3 separate regions of the Mus musculus genome follow, and all the other regions are linked to region 1. Evidence: chromatin contacts called from public HiChIP or PLAC-seq and promoter capture Hi-C data. All regions are on one chromosome and are shown on one strand. The core of a region is the stretch at or near the end of the contact, and the rest is flanking DNA. Distances in the headings are between cores, read along the strand shown.

Evidence for each region. Promoter capture Hi-C pulls out the DNA fragments that hold promoters and counts their contacts. HiChIP or PLAC-seq counts read pairs in DNA pulled down with a chosen protein or histone mark.
Region 2: an H3K27ac HiChIP or PLAC-seq map of embryonic stem cells shows a contact between it and region 1, with 9 read pairs. The contact joins the promoter of Eif4e2 here to the enhancer-like site in region 1. A contact is called at or near these places in 2 of 484 Hi-C or Micro-C datasets (both in embryonic stem cells), 8 of 115 datasets of contacts at active chromatin or transcription factors (the 230-238 cell line, effector CD8 T cells, embryonic stem cells and 2 more) and 2 of 9 other capture datasets (adipose tissue and pancreatic islet).
Region 3: a promoter capture Hi-C map of embryonic stem cells shows a contact between it and region 1, with 2.3 times the contacts expected there. The contact joins the promoter of Usp40 here to the enhancer-like site in region 1. A contact is called at or near these places in 2 of 39 promoter capture datasets (embryonic stem cells and pre-B cells), 1 of 115 datasets of contacts at active chromatin or transcription factors (embryonic stem cells) and 1 of 9 other capture datasets (liver).

Annotation. Positions count from the first base shown.
Region 1 is chr1:87,674,322-87,678,388 of GRCm38.p6, forward strand. Inpp5d (inositol polyphosphate-5-phosphatase D) reads left to right here. Exons shown (of 27, transcript NM_010566.3): 6 at 1,962-2,049. Among named protein-coding and RNA genes, the nearest start is that of Gm33470, 49 kb to the right of the region's middle. Within about 2 kb of position 1,915, at least 14 of the 459 cell types and tissues checked have an H3K27ac peak or open chromatin away from gene starts, as enhancers often do. A contact at or near this core is called in embryonic stem cells, where this site is marked.
Region 2 is chr1:87,212,009-87,216,075 of GRCm38.p6, forward strand. It overlaps Eif4e2 (eukaryotic translation initiation factor 4E member 2), which reads left to right and starts at 1,906. Exons shown (of 7, transcript NM_001039170.1): 1 at 1,906-2,011. The coding sequence starts at 1,992.
Region 3 is chr1:88,006,711-88,010,777 of GRCm38.p6, forward strand. Usp40 (ubiquitin specific peptidase 40) reads right to left here and starts at 1,841. Exons shown (of 32, transcript NM_001198573.1): 1 at 1,728-1,841; 2 at 515-732. The coding sequence starts at 713.

The sequences.
Region 1 (4,067 bases), core at 665-3,164:
CTTACATTGGCAAATGCAGGCAAAAGAATCCGAAACTCAAGGTCATCTAAAACTACATAGCAAGCATGCTGCTAGCCTGGGCTCCATGAGACCCTGGGGGAGGGGCAGAGGGAGACCGTTCAGAAGACAGTCAAGATGTTGCAGCAGCACAGGCAGCCTGGCCACCAGTGCTGTCACCAGACATGTTAATGTTGGAATAAAGCCTCAATCATGACTCTCCCAGTTTTATAATTGGAAATAAGAAAGGAAAGACTATAGGAACAACTGTGTTCAGAACACTATTTATAATAGCAAAGATCTCAGAGTAACCCAAACTTCTAGACATTGATTTGGGAAGATCTCTTGGCAGCTTATTTTGAAAACTTTACAATGTTAAATATGTAAAAACAAGGACAGTTTTGTTTTTTGTTTTGTTTTGTTTTGTTTTAGGGATATATATTCATATATGTATATGAATGAAAACCCAAACTTAAAATTCCCCACTATGCTTTAAAGGCTTTCTGACAATAACAGAAAGAGAAATAGAGAATCCATAAAAACTAGTTCTGAAACTATCAATAGGCTTGACACTCTTTAGCTGCCAGGAGAGCTGAATCTGAACACAGGGAACCCCACCCAGCACCCCAAATTTGGATTATTGTTTTATTTTATCTTTCCCCTACCCCCAAGACAGGGTTTCTCTGTGTGGTCCTGGCTGTCCTGGAACTCGGAGATCCTCTGCCTCTCTGCCTCTCTGCCTCTCTCTCTCTCTGCCTCTCTCTGCCTCTCTCTCTCTCTCTCTCTGCCTCTCTCTCTCTCTCTGCCCCTCGCTGCCTCTCTCTGCCTCTCTCTGCCCCTCTCTGCCCCTCTCTGCCCCTCTCTCTTCCCCTCTCTGCCTCTCTCTCTGCCCCTCTCTGCCTCTCTGCCTCTGCCTCCTGAGTGCTGGGATTTAAAGGCATCAGCCATCACTTCCAGCTTCCTTTATCATTTTAAAAAGAATTTCCTATGTGACTACTGTATTTAAATCACCACACGGCCAATACTCCCCCCCAACTCCTCCCAAATCCCCTCTACCCACTCAAATTCTTATCTTGTATTCTTTATCATTATTATACATATGTGTATATATGTGTGTGTGTATATATATATATACTATATACTGCTAATGAGTAACATTTAGTGTTATTCATTGTTGCATGTTTTCAATGTGCTTTCCAGGAGGCTGGGGGGATGGCTCAGTGGGCAAAATTCTAGCTGCACAAGCCTAAGGACCAGGGTTCAGATCCCCAATATAAAGGCTGGCTGGACATGGTGGCTTGCCTATGATACTAGCATGCTTGCTGGAAGCAAAGACAGGGAATCCCTGGAGACTTAGAATCTCAGAAGTGATCTGGGCTGGACAGACTAGCTGAACTGGCCAGCTCTGGGTTCATCAAGAAACCCTACCTCCATAACATAAAGTGTGATGGAGAAAGGCACCTAATGTCAACCTCAAACCCCTACCTGCATGTGCACACACATACATCCACACCACACACACACACACACACACACACACACACCACACACACACACACACAAATAAATAAGTAAATAAATAAAATATTTAGCTCTCCAGACCAAATCTTGGTGAAACCCATGCATTTGCATTTGTGTGTGTCCTACAAACACTGAAGGTTAAGAAGCATGCTCCTTAGTAATTTTATAGCAGTTTGCGTTTCCAGATTGAAAACAGATTCTATAGGCTACACAGTGCTAAATGGATTATGCTCAGATACAGATTGAAAAGGATACAGATTGAAAAGGGTCGGGGTCTGGGCCAGGATGACGGGCCAACTGATCTTTGCCGGGGCTTGTCCTTCAGGGAAGGGTTACAGGATTCACCACTGGGGTGTGGCCTATCTGCTGTTAGGACCTGAATTGCCTGGAGTGTTTCTAGTTCCCACTAGTTGTTGAACTTTACCTTGAACCTCTGCTCCCAGGGAAGTCATCAGGACTCTGCCATCCCTGGAGTCTCTGCAGAGGTTGTTTGACCAACAGCTCTCCCCAGGCCTTCGCCCACGACCTCAGGTAAGGGGTTTGGATTTGGAAAGATGCAATTGCTATAGGAGGGACTCTGAAGGCAGACAGACGCACCGCCTCCTCACGTTGGCTAGTCTAATATAAACATCGCGGTGGATGGTGAGGATAGACTCCATGCCCTTTTGTGAAGGCATTTCCTGGCATCAGCTCCTGACTTCAGACAGTTTCACCCATCAGACAAATTGCCTGGTGTTGGAGGAGGAGGTGAGCAGGGCCATTCCCATCATTTCTCCTCAGAAATGGAAAGGCAAGGAAAACATGAGGTTCTTCAGACACTTAATCCCTGGGACTGCAAAATGGTGGTGCCCCTCCTCCACAGCTGCTCACGGCGGGGCAGGAGATGAGGGCCAAATGAAGCATAGATCTAGCTATTTTTTTTTTAGTGCCTTCAGTAAATTTAAAATCAAATAAGGGAAGGGACCTAGATCTTTATGTTATGGCATTGTTAAAAGTGAGAACTTGTAGCCAGGGTGTGGTGGCGCACACCTTTAATCCCAGCACTTGGGAGGCAGAGGCAGGCGGATTTCTGAGTTTGAGGCCAGCCTGGTCTACAGAGTGAGTTCCAGGACAGCCAGGGCTACACAGGTTTCTCTATACAGAGAAACCTGTCTCGAAAAACCAAGAAAAAAAAGAAAGAAAAAGAAAGAAAGAAAGAAAGAAAGAAAGAAAGGAAGGAAGGAAGGAAGGAAGGAAGAAAGAGGACAACATGGTCTAGGGGTCAGAGAGCAGAATCTCCAAAAACACCAACAATGCCTGCTGTAAATGTATGTCGTTGATTTGGGGATGTTGGCCTCCAGCTCACCATTTCCTGCCTTAGCCTCCAAAGTGCTAGGATTATAGGCTTGAGCCAACACATCTGGCTTACGCCTATTGTGTGTGGAAGGGGAGTGCTGAGTGTGCTCCTGTGTTTGGTACTTATATATGAATATATGTATATACGCATGTACGCATACTTGCATGTGAAGGCCAGAGGCCAATGTCAGCTGCTCTCATCTTATCCTTTTTATTACATTGTATTTATTTGTTTGTTTGTTTGTTTGTTTCATCGTACGCATGCAGCCACTCATGAGCATGTAACAGCACAGGTATGAAGGTAGACTTGCAGGAGTCAGTTCTCTCCTTCTGTCACTTGAGTTCCAGGACCACACTCCAGCCCCCAGGCCTGGGCTGTAAGAGAGCCATCTTACTGGTCCTCTACTTTGTCTTCTGAGATAGCATCTAGACTCACGGAACCTGGAGCTCATCTAGATTTACATTGGCTGGCCAGCTGATGCATTTTAAGGTCAAATCTTCATTCCATCCCTACCCCACTTCCACTCCCAGTGCTGGAGTTCGGGACACCTGCCACCAAGCCCAGTTTTTCCTGGATGCAGAAGCTCCAAACTCAGGTTCCCATGTTCGCATGGCAGGCACATTTTCAGTTAAGCCTTCCCCCCAGCTCCTTTACCCTGGTCTCTGAATGGGGGGGAGGCTATAAATCAGGCTGCTCTCAGACATTAGGTAGGAAATAGACCATATACATGAGGAAAGATATTCACCTGCCCCATGGGTACCAGGAAGTGATGTCCAACTCCTCTTTTGCTTATCAGGAGAAATGCTGACTACTACCTCTGGTAATTTTGATGTTGGGAGGAACAGGGACATTCATAGGACCCCATTCCTCGCTGGTGAGAGTGGAGACAGGTTTTCTGAAGGGCAGGAGATCTGTGTAGAAAAGATGGATGCTGTTTTCTGAAGGGAAATGGAGGTAGAGTCGACCTGGGAGAGAGGGGAGGTGGGGGATGGTTGGGAGGAATGAAAGGAAGAGAGACGGCAGTTGGGATGTATTGTATAAGAGAAGAATCAGAAAGAAAAAAAGAAAAGCTACCTGCACCCTTCAAGTGTTCCTCTGTGTGGGAGGCTGTCTCAGGGACTACATGGGCACCGAGAGGCATCAGTGAGGGTAGGTACTTGATGTTGTGTCCCTGAAAACAAGGACAGGAAATCTGCTGCATGGCCTAAGATGG
Region 2 (4,067 bases), core at 656-3,155, 460 kb before region 1:
AGCTGTTTTCCCAGCTCCAACATCTTCCCTATGTGAACTTTCTCTAGAAGGTTCGTAAGGGATGTGGGGAACTCTCTTAACTGCAGAGAACATGAACTGGACGTGGTGGGGCCTTTAGTCCTAGCACTAGGGAGGCAGAGACAAATCCATCTGTTTGAGGTCAGTGTACATGGTGAGATCCTGTCTCAAAAAAGGATGGGGGTGAGGGTGGAGATAGTTCAGTGGTTAGGAACACTGGCTACTTTCCCGGGGATCTGGGTTGGTTTCCAGCACCCATGTAGCATCTGTTACTCCAGTTGCAGGCGATCCAACACCCTCCTCTGGCTTTGCAAAACGCCCATGCATATAGTGCAGACATATGCACAGACAGAACACCCATATACACAAGATAGAAAAAAAAAAGCCTTTTTTTTATGGAGATAGGGGTGTGGGATCTAAGTACAGAGTCTTGGCTTTTATGAGGTCTAGAATTTTTAAAAGTGTAACCCATTTTAACTAGCAAGGTTCTTCTAGATGCCACAGCACAAATGTGTACCTTCAGCAGTACGTCCCATTCGTCTAATGTAATACTTCCTCCCACCCCCACTGATCACAAAGGATTTCTTGAGTTTTACTATCTCCCCCCCCCCCATTGTTAGAAATTCTTCACAGTATGGATAGTCAAGAGGCACTGTTCAAAATAAAATAAAATAAAATAAAATAAAAAACAAACAAAGCCAGGCAGTGGTGGCACACGCCTTTAATCCCAGCACTTGGGAGGCAGAGGCAGGTGAATTTCTGAGTTCGAGGCCAGCCTGGTCTACAGAGTGAGTTCCAGGACAGCCAGGGCTACACAGAGAAACCGTGTCTCGGAAAAAAAAAAAAAAGGCCCTGTTCACCTGACCCACATTTCACATGAGCAAGCTGGGGTCCAGAGTAAGAGGAACTCTCTAGAACACTCCTTTATAGGGTTCAAATTTCCATCTCTGATCCAATCTCAGACACTGTAAGAAAGACTCCTAGCCCTGCAAATTCCTTTCGTCCTCTCTCTTCTCAAAAGCCAGAGTACTTGCAAGGCTAGGCCCAAAGCCACTGGGCTGGGTGTGACAGGAGAGCTTCCTCAGCCTCCCTTACATGCCAGGCAATAGGATGATCCCCTGAGGTCTTCCTGAGGAGAAAAAGCGTGACCTTGCTGAGTGACCAGGGGACAACCACGGGCCAGTCCTGGGACACTTTCCTCACCTGTAAATACAGGCACGAACATCAATTTCTACCCCTCCTCTCTGGTGATTAAAAATAAACATCTAACAATGTAATATGTTCAGCAGATGGGTCAGGAAAATGCGTGCCTCATAGCTCTGGAGTTACATCACCAACTAGGGAATTTATTCCTGTGTATGTGATGTGGTTTTGGACAGTCCTTAGGAGTGTGGGGACAATGACTTCAGTTGAGGAGGCAATGATGAGTGAGACCATCTCGGTCCTCAGTAAGTTTGTCACCCTGGTTCGACTCCCCCCACCCCCCACTTCACCCAATATATAGGGAAGGTCTTAATGTATCCCAGGCTGTCCTCGAACTCACTATGTTGGTTAGGCAGGTCTGGATCTTCCTGCTGCCATTTCCCAAGAGCCAGAATTGCAAGTTTGTTTGTAGTGCTCTCTCGTCCTCTCCAAACACCAAGAGCAAAGGATCAACTGCCAGAGAATACCATTTACTAAAGGTTACTATGCCTGACATTTTCCCCCTGGAATCCACGGGGAGGTTAAAGTGGATGGCCGGCAGCCTGCGTAGACAATGCTCAGTGCAAGCAGCCACACCAAGACAGCCCCGGTCGGAACAAGCGCTGTCGTCCCGGGCCACCCGTCCGGGAAAGAGGCCCCGCCCAAGGCCTGAGCACTGACGTTCCGCTGAGCGCCTCGCCAGCCAACCGGAAGTAGCCGGGCCCTTAGCGATGGGACCCGGTAGAGCGGAAGTCACTCCGTGAGGCAGTGGCGACAGCGGCGGCAAGAGGATGAACAACAAGTTCGACGCGTGAGTGGCGCGTGGCCGACCCCGGGGCCCCTTCCCCCAACCGTCCCCCGGGACCGCTCCCGCCGGGGCCGGGCGCGCCCTCAGCCGAGCCGCTCGCTCCCGGGCCGCCGCAGCCCGAGCCTTCCTGCGCCCGCGGGCCCGACGGGGCCGGGAGAGCGCGGCCGAGGTCGCCGGGACCCCTGAGCCGCTGGACCCCGGCGCGGCACGGGCCGGGGGAGGGGAGGCCGCGCCGCCCGGAAGGAGATTTTCGGACGCCCCGCCCTGGTGGGTGCGGGCTGCCGGCGGCGTGGAGGGGCGGGACCTCAGCGCTTCGGGTGTTTCCGCAGCCTTGCTGCCTTCTCTCTGAACGCGGCTTCCCTCCCGCACTCGCTCGGCGTCCTGGGAAGGTCACCTCTCCCTTCCGAGCCTCGATTTTGTCTTCTGCAAGCGGGGACGGTAACAGAGCCCGTGTCGTAGAGTTGGGCAGCTGCGATGAGGTAATGGGGCAGCCGCGCTGAGTACTGTGGCCTCTCGAGTACGGAATGCTTTTCATCTGAGATTCTTCCTGCTTCCTCCCCGACCACCACCCTCCCTTCATCCCCCACCCCGTCCCTGTCTTTCAACTCTTAGTGGCTGCCCACCCCTGCATTCATCTCCAATTCCCGCAGCGAACAGTTGGGAAGTACAGAGAAGAAATATGTGTTGGGGTGGGGGATGGGGGGGTGAGAACATTCCCCTCCTAACGATTAAATCTTTTAGCATTTAAAAGTAATTTTCGTTTTCATCTAGCCCCACTTAAGTTAGTGTTTCACAAGAATTGTATCCCTGGGTAGATTGCAGTGCTCCCTCCTCTCTATGGTTTGTAGTGATCAAATCTGGTTTATCATTCAAAGGCCTACATTTTTAGTTTTAAGCCCACCAGCTGTTTGACAGTACAAAAGTCCTCCAGTCTGAGCCATCGATCTCACCTCTGTAGTGGTTAGGACCGGAAGGACCACATCACGCTCTGCAATACTTAGAGGTACTGTGTAAAATGCTGAGCATGAGCTGTGAAGGGAAAGTGGACTCACTGATAGGTGGTGAAGCTGCAGGTTTTCAATACAGTGAGTTCAGAGGTGCAGACTCAGGAAGTACTGGGATGGGGATTCCAGTTGTACAGCCAGCTCTTCCTTAGGTTTTCATGGTGGCTGAGTGAGCTCTGCTTCTTGAGAAAAGACCTGATGTCTTCTCCACCTTGCTTATTAGCAGAGTCCAGCAGGATAGAGATCCATTGGTCTCCTGTCATAGGCCCTGCAATACCTAGCTTCATACCTGCAGCCCTTCCTCCCTTCTTCTCCTATTGGAACAAATCAAACTGCATCCTAAGAAGATAGTTTTTAGGTTGCCTGTCTTGAATAAGGATGGTTATGTTGGCCACTGTCGTCGTCACTGTTCTGTTGCTGTTGAAGAGATGCCATGACCAGGCAACTGTTTTTTTGTTGTTGTTGTTTTTGGGGGGTGGGGGTGGGGTCTGAGACAGGGTTTCTCTGTGTAGCCCTGGCTGTCCTGGAACTCACTCTGTAGACCAGGCTGGCCTTGAACTCAGAGAAATCCGCCTGCCTCTGCCTCCCGAGTGCTGGGATTAAAGGTGTGTGTCACCACTGCCCGGCCGGGCAACTCTTATGACAAGTTTTTTCTTTTTCTTTTTTACTTATTTATTTAACTAACAAGGCCACACACCTCCTAATCCTTCCTAGCAGTTCTGCTCCCTGGTGACTAAGCATTCAAATATATGAGCCTATGGTGGTCATTCTTAGTCTAGCCACTGCAGCCACCCAGAGGCATCCCTGTGGATTTGTTTCCTAACTTTTTAGGTTAGCATAGAAAGTAGCAGGTTCTATTAGGACACCTTCATACTCAGGCCATTACTTTGTTCTCCTTCTTCCCTGCCCCCACTGGACTCGCTGTGGTCCCTCTCTAGCTCGCTTTTTTTCTTCTAGCTGTCCCCCAAGTCCCTATTGCATGTATTATATTCCTCTCTATTTCCCACTAGCTTCTTCCTAATAACTCTGCAAAAGAGATCTTGGCATGTTTTCTG
Region 3 (4,067 bases), core at 591-3,090, 330 kb after region 1:
GTTCATACTCCTGAGAGAACTAAAACTCCCAAGAAGCCTCAGCCAGGTTAGCTTCTGAGGCCAAACAAATTCAGTACAGATCAGCTCAGAATCAGAGTTCTCTGAATCTCAGAAATGCAGATATGTAACTATGGATGTGTATAAATAATGTGACAACTTTTCCCACTGCAGAAGTCAAGCTGCATGTGTAACCCTGTCTTAAGTGACCGTTACTCTGGAGAAAGATGAGAGAATTCTCTTTATGTTGTATTTCAAATTATGGGAATTAGAAATACCTTGCCTTGTTTTTGCTGCTGTTGTTATGAAACACTACATCACTACACAGAATAGATTTTTTAAATGGTAAGCTTCATAATTTTCTTCAGAGAACGGCAAATATATGTCTTTCTTTGCAACAATGAAACACATATTGTTGAATCCACCTTAAGATTCGTTTTCTTTTATGTTTTTTTCATAACTAATTACATATAAAGCCCACGGTACATATTATTCAAATGCATGTCACATAGCATACCTCTGAATTCAGGTGTGAAATGAAGCGTCTGAAGAAGGGAGCTGAGGTAACAGGTTCCACCCTGATTTCTGATTCCACTTAAATTGGTGAATTCTCTAGGGGCAGGCGGCTCCAAACCTTTAGTCTTTAATTTCTTCCCTCTTCCATACTGACTACTTGACACACTGGAATAATCCTCTTCAAATAGGTTCCCAAACATGGTGGAACTAAACGCTATCCTTTAAAGAAAATATGTTACATAAATGTTTCCATTCTTTAAATGTACCTCCACCCCCAATTTTCTCTTATTATTCGAGCGTAGCTGTTTTGTTAAATCGTTCTTCAGAAAACACAGTAGTTTGTGTTTTGGAGAAAGCGAGACCTGACTTGTCTTTCCTACCTACACGGGGTCCTGATTAACCTGTGTGATCCTGGACAAGTTATTTTAGCTAACATTTACTTCTATGTAAAATGGGGCTGCGTATTTTTCATAGGTAAATTAAACCAGTCACATGACAAAAGAAAGGTTACTGAGTACAAAGGGCTTGACCCACAAGAACCGATAACTATTCTTGGATTCCACATCACTAAATGAGGGGGGGGGGGAGAGAAGGGGAGGAGCCTTCATCAATTATGAAATCTCAGCTTCCCCCATCCCTTCATACACAGTACCAGATCACAGCGTTTCAGTGACTTAACCCTATCACATTAATCTTGACAGTAGTTTCAGCACTTTGGCCCTAAACTAGAGAGCCAGGAGTAAGTACCTTGAGGAAGAAAAACTCTGGTCATTAGAGCCATGGAGTCCAATGGCCTTCCAAAACATACCCAGGAATCCAACTGCAGAAGTGGGGACCTGCGGGAATCTGTTCTGTTTCTTGTGTGGGGAAGGGACATTTGGGGTAAAACGCTGAGAACACTCTCTTAAGTGATAGGAATGGCCAAAATGCAGTTTTCTTCCTTCCCAACACAGTCCTCTGAACAAAAGCTCAAGAAATGGAACTCGCGAGGCAGGCCTCGAGCTAGCTCGCGGGCTGGCTTCCCGTCACGCCGCTCCAGAGGCCTTGCCGCCCACCAAGCCGCCCAGCGCCCAGGAGCGCGACCAGGCGCGCGTCCCCGCGGCCCGACCCCTGACGCGCTGCCAGCAGAGGCCCGGCGTCTCTCCCCAGGCCGCCGGCGTCGTCCCTACGCTGCCCTCGTCCCTCCCTGCGCCCAGTTCCCCAGCCCCACTTACTGCCTATAGCCCAGACCCCCGCCCCGGCCACAGCACAGAGTAAACGAACTCGCTCCGAACGGGCACCGCCATGCCGAGGAGGCCGTGTCTCTGGAAAGTGATTTCCAACCACCCACCCCCACCCCAGATGCGACTACACTTCCCAGGGTGCGTCGCGCCACGCGGAGATTTATGGGTAGTTATACTGCTCTTTTTCCAGACGGCTTACAAGTTAAAATTTGTATTTATTGCTGCCTGCAAAAAGCGTTGGAGCCACATTCTGTTAGAGCTTTCACCATTTAAGTGGAGTATGTATTTATATAGTCTCTGCTCTAGGATAACAAAAGAACCTTAAAACAGTTTTTCCTCTTCAAAGTATATCTCTGATACAAAACTTGTGAAAATGCTCTACGTTCTGTGAACCTTCTTACATCGCCTTCAATCCACCTTAAGTAGTTTATATATAACCATGCAAGCATGTATGCACACAAAACTGTCTGTCCTGCTGGAGCTCTTCGGATAGGTTACTTCCCATCCTTTGCACAGACCCCATTTGTATCTCCCTCGTCTCCTCCAACCTCTATCAGGATGTGAATGAAGGAAACAGGTGAAATCTAATTTTTATTTCAGCTGAGAGTTTAAGAGATGGAGAACAGGAATAAAGATGGAGGGTGATGGGGGTTGAGGGTGGCAGAGTCCAAGTGACCATCAGTCCAAGGGATTTGTCTTTGGAACATTTGAGGGAGGCTGGTGTGGCTAGAACGCTGAGGAAGTGTTGGGAGGAAAGGACTGGAGATGACCATTGGCTAGGAATAAGGGGTCTGGGCCAGGAAATGGACTGGGAGAGTACACAGCTCTCAGTACTCCAGGTGGAGGACCACTTTGCTTTTTAGCAACCTCCCCTTCACTTTGCTTTCCTGGCCATATCTCTTTCTGTCTTATGGTACTTTATCCTCCTATTTAAAAATCACAGCTATACCTTAAACTTTTATTCCCTGACCAAAACTCAACACTGTAAGCCAAGATCCACAGGCATAGGTGGCTTCCCTCTGGGCAGCTATATCCCCTTACACCCATGTGCTTGTTAGTTAGGTTTTGATTACTTTTTTTTTTTCTTGGTAGGTTGTTTGTTTTTGTACTTTATTTTGTTTTGTTTGTAAACGGGACACAAGCTAGGGTCACATGGAAAGAGGGAACAGATGCTGAGAGAATACCTCTATAAGATTGGCCTGGAGGCAAGTGTGGGGACATTTTCTTGATGAATGATTAATGTGGGAGGACCCAGCCCACTATGGGTGGTGCCAACCTTGGGAAGGTGGACCTGGGTTGTATAAAAAACAAACTGAGTGACCCAGAGGGAACAAGCCAGAGAGCAGGGTTTCTCCATGGCCTCCACTTCAGGTTCTGCCTCTAGTCCCTGCCTTGAGTTGCTGCCCTGCCTTGAGTTCGTGATGAACTGTGAGCTGTCTGAAATGAACCCTTTTCTCCCCACGTTGCTTTTACTGGTGGTGTTCATCACTGCAATAGAAAGCAACCTAGGACAGCCTGGCCTCTTTGTTATGTTCTGACTCATAGTTCCATTCTACCACCTGTCTACGTTCTCCTTCTCTCTCTGGGGTCAACTTACTGCAAGTGGCCATACCCCAAAGTTATCTTATCTCTTGGATTGGCTTACTTTCTGTGTACTTTCTCTAATTCTGGGCACTCAACTGTCCAATCCCTCCCACCCACCCCCATTTCTCACACTTTAGGTCTCTCCATAGACAGTCTTGTCTACATTTGTCTGACCCACTTTATTTTCTGTTCCTTTGTAGTTAAAACTGTAGTTCATCCCATCCTTTTGATTTCTCTTACACAATGAGGCAATATCCAAGAACACATCAAAACAATCATCCATCCTGACCAAGTAGGTTTCATTCCAGGGATGCAGGGATGGTTTAATATACGGAAATCCATCAACGTAATCCACTATATAAACAACACAAAGACAAAAACCACATGATCATCTCGTTAGATGTGGAGAAAGCATTTGACAAAATCCAACACCCATTCATGATAAAAGTCTTGGAAAGATCAGGAATTCAAGACCCATACCTAAACATGATGAAAGCAATCTACAGCAAATCAGTAGCCAACATCAAAGTAAATAGTGAGAAGCTAGAAGCATTCCCACTAAAATCAGTGACTAGACAAGGCTGCCCACTTTCTCCCTACCTATTCAACATTGTACTTGAAGTCCTAGCCAGAGCAATTCAACAACAAAAGGAAATCAAGGGGATACAAATTGGAAAGGAAGAAGTCAAAATATCACTTTTTACAGATGATATGATAGTATATATAAGTGACCCTAAAAATTCCACC